Linked DNA regions of Mus musculus: region 2 is linked to region 1. A link is a contact called in public Micro-C data. All regions are on one chromosome and are shown on one strand. Each heading gives the region's core, a stretch centred on a gene start, on an enhancer-like site or on the middle of the called end of the contact. The rest is flanking DNA. Distances are from core to core; before and after follow the strand shown. Region 1 holds the start of Ebf3 (early B cell factor 3). Region 2 holds the start of Igf2os (insulin-like growth factor 2, opposite strand).

Region 1 (5,483 bases), core at 601-3,100:
AGAGACAAAGCATCTCTCAACCTCACCCTCCACCCATGGCCAACTTTATTCTGTGTTGTCTTTCCAGGAGCAAAGTGTTACCTCTTGCATGGGGGGTCTGATGTAAGTGGAAAATGCTGGGCTTATTAGGAATACAGAAATTTTCTTTTAATTTATCGTGAGGAGTTTCCATACACTTTGATTTAAGGTTATTAACATTCTATAGACAGTGGCATTTTTAATATGTGGCGATCGCTTCTAAAGACTAATCTCATTACCCTCAAATAGTCATAAAATATGATTTTATTATACTTACGTATTTAATTAGACGGCCGGCCCCGTAATGGATTTTGAGATGGGACTGGCGCAACAGCTTTGATAATTCACTTATCTTTGGCAATAGTCATTAACCCCCAACACCAGCAAAATAGATTGCTTTCCAGCACATCTTTTCTCTCACCCCTTCCAAGTAGCGTGTGGGGGGTCCCCAGATAACGTAAATCGGACTTCGATTTTCCCGATTAATTAAAATATTAACGCACACACACCACCAATTCACAAAAAAAGGAAGAGCTACCCCAGGCCCGGCGGGAAGAGGCTGCCCTGCGACACTTGCGCCCAGAAACCTTTTCTTTTTCTTCTTCTTTTAAAACCAGAAGGGCCTTATTTCTCGTGGCAGGAAAGAGCCTGGGACATCTCCAGGTCGTCCCTTGGGCCTCTGTCGCGCGTCGCACAGATCTCCTTTGGGTGGGCCGAGCGCCTGGGAACCGAATCCGGGCCTCCCGAGCTGGGCCTCCGAGCCCACGCGCTGCCGGCTCCCAGCTGCCCTCCCGGTTCCTCGAAACCAGGTCGGGAAGCCGCAGGGCGCGCGCTCACCCAGGCTGGGAGGCGCAGAGGGCAGGGTCCCTGGCGCCCGCAGTGTCTGCTCTGCTTTTCAGGCGGTTGGAGGTGGGGAGATCTGGCCACCGCACGGACCATGTAACAGGCTGGACACCAGCTCCGGGTCGCCGGAGAGGCTGAGCGCTCTTTCCGTCGGCCCAGAGAGGGCCCAGCCTTCTTTGTCACTGCCGCACCCAAGAACAGGCCAGGGACCCGAAACTCCTGTGGCCACCGGAGGGAGAGGGGGCATCTGGAGGAACCTGTCTCCGACGTGGACCCCGGCCCTGTATTCAGCAGGCTTTGCCGGGGTAGAAAGCATGGGACACCCAGCGGGGCTCAGATGTGGGCACACTGGCCCTTCAGCAGCCTTAGGTCTGCCTAGAAATCAGACTGAGCTGCGCCTCTTGCCCTGGTGGCGGCAGGGAGTGTGGATCCCTAGAAGGGGCATTAGGTACCCTCTTCTCCCAGCCCCTTGTTGTCCCTCCCTCTCCTGGAATCTCCTCCCGCGCGCCTTTCCAGCCTCTTCCTGCTGTTCTCTTTGGGACACCCCAGAGCCAGTGCTGCCCTGGTATTTATTGCATGCGTGTGGGCGACTTGGGGCGCTCCTCCTCCGACCCACGGTGTTTTGACTGTGTGGCAGGTCTTGTGGGCAGGTATAACGGGCCAAGCAGCACTTATGCACTGGCTGCGCTCGCTTCTTTGCGAGATTTATTTGAGCGGGTGGTAACTTCCTCGGCCGCGGCTGGGCTTGTGGAGCCGTGGCGCGTGGCCGGGGGCGGTGGTGGCGCTCGGTGGCGCTCGGAGGCGGCGGGGCTCGCTGGGCTCGCGGGGCTCGGGCCGGCTCGCGGCGCCGTCAGGCAGTCAGTCGGCGAGCGCGGCGGCGGCGGCGGCGAGGGGCGCGGCGAGGGGCGGCCGCTCCCATATATGGCGCAGGCGCCGCCCCCCGACGTCACCCTCTGACAGCGCCGCTCCCGGGGGCTTCGAGTTTTGGCTCCCGGGAAAGGGTCCATTCCTCGGGGAGAGAGGGCTGAGTTTTGTGCGCCTCCGTCCGCTGCGCGCGCCGCTCCAGGCCCCGCCGCGCCCCGCCTGCGCCCGGGACTGCGCCGCGGCACTCACTGCCCCGTTTATTTGTCTTTGGAGCAGGCGGGCCGCGCCAGAAGCGGGCGATCCCGCAGTGTCCTGCAGCCGCGGACGCCGCCTGGCTAGGATGACACCACGTTGAGCGCGCCTGCAAACAACAACAACAACAAGCGCCGCCGCGGCCACCGCGTCCACCGCGCCCTGCTCCTCCGAAGCGTCGCGTCGCCACCGGTGCAGCCCGCCCGCGTCCCCGGCCGTCCGCAGCGCCCGGCCGCCGGTGTATGCGGCGCCTGCCCGGGACGGGCTGAAGCCGGCGGCGGGCCGCACCGCAGGCGCCGAGCAGGGCCAGGGCGGCCAGGGCAGCCTCCTGCCGCCGAGCCCCGAGCGCCGCCGACCGCGGACGCGCTTTCGGCCGGGAGTCGCGGCCGCCGCCAGCAGTGTTCATGTTTGGGATTCAGGAGAATATTCCGCGCGGGGGGACGACCATGAAGGAGGAGCCGCTGGGCAGCGGCATGAACCCGGTGCGCTCGTGGATGCACACGGCAGGCGTGGTGGACGCCAACACGGCCGCCCAGAGGTACGTACCGGCCGCCCCCGCGCGCCTTGGCCCCGGCCCGGCCCGGCCCCCTCCTCCGGCCAGCGCCGCGCTGCTCACCGGGCCGCTGTCCCTTTCCTCCTGCAGCGGCGTGGGGCTGGCGCGGGCGCACTTCGAGAAGCAGCCTCCTTCCAACCTCCGGAAATCCAATTTCTTCCACTTCGTGCTGGCGCTCTACGACAGGCAGGGGCAGCCGGTGGAGATCGAAAGGACCGCTTTTGTGGACTTTGTGGAGAAAGAGAAAGTAAGTGTACACCGGCGATCGCACCCTCCCTCTCCAGGAGTAGGGGGCAGTTGGTGCCCGCGCATGGGGTCCGAGTGCCCCCCTCGGTGGCGGGAGCGCTCCGCCGGGCGACCCCGCCGCCACGTGCGGTCGCACAGGCCCCGCCAAGGGCCGAACAACTTCTCTGTGCCCTCGGACTCACTGGGGGCGAGGGGGAACGCTGGGCTTGCGGCAGGAAAAGTGACATCACCGCGTAGCTGCGAGCCAGGAATCCTGCCTGCAGCGTGTGAGGCCGAGGGGCCTCGGTCCTGGAGGGGGACCGAGCGCGGTGACCGCGCCAGACGCGGCCACGCTAAATGCAATTATTTATCGTTGCTTTCAGGAGCCGAACAACGAGAAAACCAACAACGGCATTCACTACAAGCTGCAGCTACTGTACAGCAATGGTGAGTACCACTGCTTGCTGACTGCCCTTTCGCCCTGAGCGCTGGCTCTCCCTTCCCTCGATGGTTTCAGGACATAAAGATTTTGAGATTAAAATGACATGGGTGTAAACACGAAATCTTCTCATGGCATAGAAGGAAAACAAAACATAAACGATCGATAAGTCGATGGCACTTCACATGATTAACCGGTGGGGCTTGAAGTAGAAAGTAAAAGGAGGATCGATAAGGGCGCCTGCAGAACAGCACTTTTAAGGGACTTTTTTCAGTTTTGCAAATTAATGTTAATTATTGGGATGAGGGTAGCTGCATAAGCCGAGCATAACTTACTGCCTGTGCACGGTTTAGAAAGGAAAGGACCTTCGAGAGTAGAAAGGAGTTTGGACTCTGTTTCTATAGGTGCACTCTCTTTTTGAAAAATAAATGACCATATGGGCCCAGAGCTGCACTCTTGGCCTGCTCACTGCTAGGCAGACTTCTTACACCTTCATATGGGAACCGCAAGAGTCCCAAGACTTTTAATTAAGAAAAGAAAACAGTGAGAAGCGACTGGGGTTTTCTGTTTCCCTCCCAATATTGTAGGGATTGCCTTAAAGTGGTCCCAGGCACTGGCTCGCCCAGGCCCGGGCGTCCCTCCTGAGGTTCAGGCTAAAAGCTTGTTGAGAGTTTGTCTGCTTTTTTCCCCTCACAGGCGTCAGAACAGAGCAAGATCTGTATGTCCGCCTCATAGATTCAATGACCAAACAGGTGAGAAAGTTTCTGCCTCTCTACTCGTTGTGTTTTCCTTTCTGCTGAGCTGAGGTTGTCCTGGGGCTGAGAGAGCAGACTGACAAATGGATCTCCTGTATTTGTTTTTCATTTCGCTTCCTTGACATGCTAATGAGAATTCCATATTTATTGGAATAAATGGACCGGTTGCTACAAATAGTTTATGCCGTCATTAAAACAGGACATATATGCTTTATTAAATGACTTGCGATTGGAATCAAACTCTGTCTTAATTAATTACGGTAATTAATATTTGACAGAAAAATTCCAAGATCCCCCCCTTGTTTATTTTTAAACGTTTCTTTCTCTGCTTGAAAACCATTTCATGGGGTTTCTGACCCCTCCCCTCAACAAAGACAACTGACTGTCCCAAAGCTCATCGAGTTAGGCTGGCTTAGTTAGTTCCCCTCCTCCTTTCTAGTGCCATGGTCTGGTAACACGAGCCATGTATTTGGATTTAAAAGTTAAATGTGCTGGGGTGAGAAGTCACCTTGTTCCCCTCTAGTCCGTCTTCACCTCTCAGCCCCCCATCTCCATAATTCAAAGTCTGAGCTCCAGGGGTCACTCAAACCCATCCACTGCTCTGCTCTCTCTCTCACCCTCTGTCATACCTTGTAAATAACATAATTACAAGCAGTTCCTTATTAAATTATTTAACCTGTCTTGGTCAACTTTTCGGATGATAACTATTGGCTATCAGTAATGTGATTAACTGCAGAAAGATGCCTCATTGCTTTTTGAGGGTGTCCAGTCTCTGGCTGCTAATGTTGTACTGGGTGATGTGTTACTGTTTTTAAGGACATTGTTTCCACGTTCTTAAAAATAGAGTGTTGGGTGTATGCATATAGAATTCCTAAATTAAGCACACCCTGCACTGATTGTTTTAGAATGGAGGATATACAGGGTCACACTAGAAATGAAAGTAGTCTCTTCATTTTTGGTTCATAACTTTCGGTATTATGAACCAAGTGGGAAAGAGCTTCCTGCAGCCCGGCACACACGCCTCCTATTCTCTGAGCACAATTTGCACATTTTTATTTCTCTGAAAAAGTTTGTCCTTACCTAGGCAGCCAGAACATGAGGTTTTAATGTCTGCAGCCGCAGAGCTGTGTGGTTTTTCTCCTGGAGCAAAGATCTGGCAGGTAAACGTGTTTTTCTGACACAGACTGTGGTGTGCCCTTTTGCCAGCCTTGCACCGATTCACAGAAGCTCTGGAACTCGGCTGCTGTTTTTGTCAGGCGGCTTTTATTTCCTTTGTATGTCGGGCAAAAAGGTTTTGAGAATCGCCGTAGTCTAATTAGGAGGTTTTTTTTTTTTTTTTTTGCAGGCGCTGCTAAGTTTCTGTTCCTCATGTACGGGAGAAGCAAGAGGCTTCTTTTAAAGTACACTTTTATTGTTCATTTAGCCTAGTACCTTTGCAGTCTACACGGTGCAGAAAATAAAGGCATTTAATCTCCTCACTGACGGGGATGGAGGGGGGGGGACTAAAGAAATAGCCCAGTAACTGATCAAAGAG
Region 2 (5,519 bases), core at 2,834-5,333, 5.3 Mb before region 1:
AAAATCGGTCAGCATTTGTTCTGTTCACAGGGAAAAGGTTTTGTTGTTGTTGTTGTTTGGTTTTTATTTTGTTTTGTTTTGTTTTGTTTTTGATACTTGCTTTCCAAATATTTTAAAGGGTGGGAATTCTGCCTCTGCTGACTCCTCACAATTAGAATATTTTGGCTTGGGCCCCCAAGTTTGCTTCTGGCTCCTAACCATTTTAAATGCAAGCTCCTATATATAGATATAAAACCACCATTCTCAGTTCCCTAAAATTTAAAGTAAGCCTGGGTCCTTAGTCCTTTTGACAAAATTTCCTTACTTGGGAGAGCGGACATTTTGACAGCATTTAGGCACTGTCTCCAGGGGATGAGGTAGCGGGGTGTTTTCCCCATGTTCCTATCATTTTATATCTGCAGTAATGTTCCTGCTGACTCTCTTCCCCCGCCACCCGTCCTCTGGTTTTATTAACGTGGAACACTAGATTCTGTAGTCTATTGCCCTAACTCCAAATTTTACAAGTTGAATCCCACCCAGACAGCTTTAACAATTTTCCTGGCACCTTCAAAGTCCCAACCTTTTTTTCTATGTCCTCCCCTAAATGTAGACACCTCAAATAGCCCTCACTCTCATTTCTCGGATTCCAGAAAATGGAAAGAGTACATTCACCAATCACATCTAAAATTCACTTAACAAGACCCCCCCCCAAAAAATTCCACGAATACACACTGGTCACAAGGCTTTGGGGCTCCCTAGAGCTCCTGCAAGCATTCTGGCCATGGTTAGGGTTCTTTAAAATATAAAATATAAACTCTCTCACTAAAGCCCCCAAAGCAGGCTGAGCAATGATGTAAGGCATGAACTTCTATGTGGCAGAGGGCTTTCCATGCTATCCCAAGTCTTATATGACTGTTCCATGTCTTTCTGGGTCACAGATGGCACAAAATTAACTCTTGGCCAAGTCCTTTTTCTTTATATTAGAATGTTGAATGTCTCCAATCCTTGAACACTGATCATTTTTTTCTGCATCAAATCTGGGTCCCTTTAACTTAACAATTTGGAAAAAAAAATTTTTTTTAACTCAGACACCAATTGCAAAATCCAGTACCATCCTGTATCCTTTTCATCCCCCGTGTTGGCTCATGCCTGGTGTCCTCAAACATTAGGCAATATTTTCCAGGCCCCCCAAAACACACTTAGTGTTAGCCTTGGGTCACAAAAAGGTTCTGATTTCTCCCACTGCAATACCAGCTATACACCCACTCAGCCCCCCTACATTTCAAACACACCCCCCCCACACACACACACACACTATCTTGCACAATCTCTGCAGATTGCAAATTTGGGGGATTGGTTCTCAGGCCCCATAATTTAGGAACCCATAATCTCTATTCCTTGTAATGTAGAGACTGGCCCTGAAGGACCAGGAAACTTTAGATTCAGAAATTATCTTCCTGGGCCCCCCCAAATTCAGGTACTCCAAAACAAATTGAGATTTTTTTCTTCCAAAGAGTTCGGTTTTTATTAAACTTTAATGAACTTTGTTGAATTTATGACTTCTACTGGAGTCTCCCTATATTTGGATAATGTTTTATGGTCCCCAAAGCACACTGAAAAAAAAAGTCCCAGATCCCCCAATTCCTAGGTTTTAAAGGTCTGTGTCTTACAAATTTCCTAGCTACTAATTCTATTCCCTGCAATTTAGATTTCATCATCCATTGGGTAATTTTTATTGATCCACAAAACAGGGAGTATGTTTCTCCAAGAACAAACATTGTCCAAGAAAACATACAAACTCCCCCTTGTTCAACAAAAAGATCAATAGGAATCTGTTTAGGAAATTAAAATATTAAAAGACATTGATTTTTTCTGGCTTTCTCAAATGGACTTCTTGCATTTCTAATTCCACCACATTTAGACAGCATTTCCTCATTCTCTAGAGGACTTCTCTGAAGCCACAGAAATTAGAGGTGATTTTTCCCGGGTGTTGTAGGGCCCACTGGCTTCAGGGTGAACCCTAGTCTCCACTCCCACCCCTCAAAAGAACTGACCTGAATTCCCTAAAATCCATCTGTTGTTTTTCATCTCCCATTTTTAAGCAATTAAAATTAAGCTCCCCTAAATTTCATGTTGGGAATTTTCTTAAACCCAACAGCAACAACAAACCACCTAACTTCTACAAATTAGTCTAGGATTTTGTGGGTTCCCCAAGCTTTCTAACCAAGATATTGGGTTCCCCTCGTTAGGCCTGGATCAAGATGCCCCCCATTTTTGCATAGAATAATTTTCCTCATTCCCCAACTTGGATTCTAATTTTTCTGGAATCTCAAATTTAGTCATTCGCCACAGTTTTCCCATTTATGGAGTCGCCTTCGAGTCCCCCTACTTTGGGCCGCTCATTCCCAGGACCGCAAATCAGACAAGGGTCTGACTTGGGATCCCCGAAATTTGATCATTGTTTCCGCTGGCCACTTTCGGCAGCTTCCCGTCCTGCGCATAACAGTGGTATCGGCCTCGTCACTTCTCCTACGGTGTCCCAGCGGCAGCACAGATTTTGGAAAAGTGTGTGTGCCCCAAACACGCACTGGACACTGCGCGGCGGCCAGGACGTGGGCAGTGTTGCTCCCGTGTCCAGGAAAACGACTGGGCATTGCCCCCAGTTTCCCCCAAATTTGGGCATTGTCCCCGGGTCTTCCAACGGACTGGGCGTTGCCCCGGTTCACTGGGGACTGCCCTTGGGGTCTCGCTCACCTTCAGCAGCGTCCACTTCAGCAGCTCCCACTTCATCCGCTCTCCCGCCCTTCTCCTCCGATCCTCCTGCGCCAGCGGACCCGACCTTCGGCCTTGTGGTGAGCTCCCCGTGGCGCGCTCCCTCGTGCCCCAGCTCTTCCACTGCGGGGCACCGGCTACCTCGCAGTTTGTCCTCAGGGCTGCTGCGGAGTAGCGCGGGAGCGGGCTGCTGGCTTCTCCCTCGGCGGCAGCGCTCCTTTGGGCTGGGCGCTCCGAAACGCGCGCCACTTTGTGTGCACTCTGCAAACAACGCGGTGGTAGGGAAAGCGCCTGGGCGGCCAGGAAGCGGGAAGGGCAGAGCGCTCGGGCGGCTTGGAGCCTCCAACCCTACAGGTCGAGGGCTTGGGGAAGCGAGTGTAGAGCGCGGGCGCGGTGATTGATGGTCGGGCCGGGAGGTTAGCCCCGGGTGCACTGGTTTCCGCCAGTAGTGGCCCTTTAGAGGCCTAGAGGTGCGGAGGTCGGGAGAGGGAAACAAGGTGCACCGGTTTAGAAGTGATTTTGACTTGGTAAAAATCACAATGGCTTCTTATATCTGAAACCACCCGGGGAGAGTTTCTTAATAGCCCGGAATTATCGCATTGGCCCCTGGGGCCGAACCTGCAACTAAGCAAATTCAAAGTGCTGAGGACAGGGAACTGTTATCTGCTCATACTGGGTGGGGTCCCAAAGGCGCGCCGCTTAGAAGCACTTCAGTGAGCTCTGGTTTACAGGTCTGGTTTGAGCTACGTTTCCCGCCCTGCTTCTTTTTCTGCTGAAGGGCGCAGACATTGTGCGGGGGCTCCACGCGGGGCCCAGATTTGGCGTGGCCAAGCCAGCCTTCCCTTCATGGTGCACCTGGTGGCCCCCCAAAGGCTGCTAGGAGATCCCAGGCAAAGCAGAGGTTAGGGGCGCTTAGTAAGATCTATCTGGCTGCTATTCGAGGTGCCTCACAGCCCGCCCTGCCTGCTCAGGCAGGTGGAGGCTGCGCGCTCCCCCCCCCCCCCCCAGCCGATCCAGGGGACTGTCCCCTGCTTAGCAAGTAGGTCCCTGTGAGAACCCTCTACCCAGCTACCTGCGCCTTAACTCAGTCGGCCGGGATGCGCCTACCTTGTAACCCTCTAACTGAGCACAGGTCCTGCCACTACCACTGAGGCCTAGGGTGCCACGCACGTTGGTTCGCACCACGCGCCCATGTTGCACAAGCACAGGGCACCCCGGAAACATGACATGGGACCTCGATTTTTAGGGATAGACACCCAGGATTTAGTGGGCCTGTTGGGGCGCACAGCCCCCCCCCATCTTTGCCACCAGGCACTCCACTCCCCCCCCCCACCGGCAACCCCCGTGCCCAGGGCCCCCGACCCGCATTCCCCGCGTGGCTCGAGTTGCGGGGGCGGTCCCGGGGCGGGGCGAGGGCCCTGCGGACGCCCATTGGCGCGGGCGTAAGGCCAGCGGGGCCCGAGCGGGCGCCGAGCCGCGGGGTGGCGCGGCTATAAGAACCGGGCGTTGGCGCCCGGAGTTCGCCTGCTCTCCGGCGGAGCTGCGTGAGGCCAGGCCGGCCCCCGGCCCCCCCTTCCGGCCGCCCCCGCCTCCTGGCCCACGCCCGCCCGCGCTCGGCCCGCCAGCGCCTCCATCCGGGCTGGCGGCCCCGCGTCGACGCCGTCCGCCACCTCGCTGCTGCTAACTCCTGTGCAGGGCGCCGTCGGCGGGGCCGCGCTCCGTCGGGCCTGCGGATCTCCCCACCGCCTCCTCCTCTATCTACCTCAACACCCCATTCCTGCTTCGCCAGAGGAGGCGGTCCCCACCGCAGGCAGTCCGGCTTGCAGGTCGCCGGCGTTGTCATCCCCCGCGCTTCCCCTCCCAGCCCTCCCCGGTGCGCAGCCCGGCTGCTCCCCTCTTTTCGCTGCAGTCCCGAGCAGCTGAGGCGCCGCCACGCCTGTCCCCCCCACAAGAAGCCCGGGCTTACGACGGCTGAGGGCTCCGTCGACCCTAACCGAGCTGGGTGCCCGTGGCCGGGGTGACGCCTCCATTCCTCCCCCCTCAACACCGTCCTCGGTCCTTCGAAGTTGCATCCTCTCCTCTGCTTAGGGTGCGCCCCCCCTCGCGCACCCGCTTACCCGCCACCTTTCCTAAGCTCCCCTCCTGCCCCCTCCCCGTTCCTCCTCGCCTCAGACTCCCTCCCCCTCACGTCCGCCCTCTGCCTTCGCCTACCCAAGTGGATTAATTATACGCTTTCTGTTTCTCTCCGTGCTGTCCTCTCCCGCTGTGAGCCTACCCGCCTCTCGCTGTCCTCTCTCCCTCTCTCCCTCTCTGTGGTCCCCCCCTTTCACGTTCACTCTGTCTCTCTCACTATCTCTGCCCCCCAACTATCCTTGATACAACAGCTGACCTCATTTCCCGATACCTTTTCCCCCCCGAAAGTACAATATCTGGCCCGCCCCAGCCCTAAGATACCCTAAAGAAGCAGAAGAGACGCCCCCCTCCCCACCAAAAAAGCCATCTCCCCGTTCTGTCCCGTCGCACATTCGGCCTCTGCGACTCGGGCAGAGCGGCGCTGGCAGAGGAGTGCCCGGCAGAAGGGCCTTCGCCCGCTGTTCGGTTTGCATACCCGCAGCAGGGAGATGGGCGGCAGCGTCGCCGGCTTCCAGGTAAGGGCTCTCAGGGGCCCTGGGAGTGGGGGGTGCGCAGAGCCCGGCTTGGGCATGGCGGGACTGGTGCGGTGGGTGGGGGGCTGGGGGCTCGTTCCCTAAGCAAACTTTTGTTCCCCC

What was found. Hi-C and Micro-C count contacts between places; a contact is called where the count stands out from the background.
Region 2: a contact with region 1 is called in a Micro-C map of embryonic stem cells, with 17 times the contacts expected there. The contact joins the promoter of Igf2os here to the promoter of Ebf3 in region 1. A contact is called at or near these places in 3 of 39 promoter capture datasets (cranial neural crest, embryonic stem cells and hippocampal neurons), 5 of 484 Hi-C or Micro-C datasets (all in embryonic stem cells) and 1 of 115 datasets of contacts at active chromatin or transcription factors (embryonic stem cells).

Annotation. Positions count from the first base shown.
Region 1 is chr7:137,310,812-137,316,294 of GRCm38.p6, reverse strand. It overlaps Ebf3 (early B cell factor 3), which reads left to right and starts at 1,850. Exons shown (of 16, transcript NM_001113414.1): 1 at 1,850-2,515; 2 at 2,621-2,777; 3 at 3,139-3,202; 4 at 3,891-3,946. The coding sequence starts at 2,382.
Region 2 is chr7:142,658,244-142,663,762 of GRCm38.p6, reverse strand. Igf2os (insulin-like growth factor 2, opposite strand) reads right to left here and starts at 4,083. Exons shown (of 4, transcript NR_002855.3): 1 at 2,734-4,083. It also overlaps a transcript of Igf2 not described here.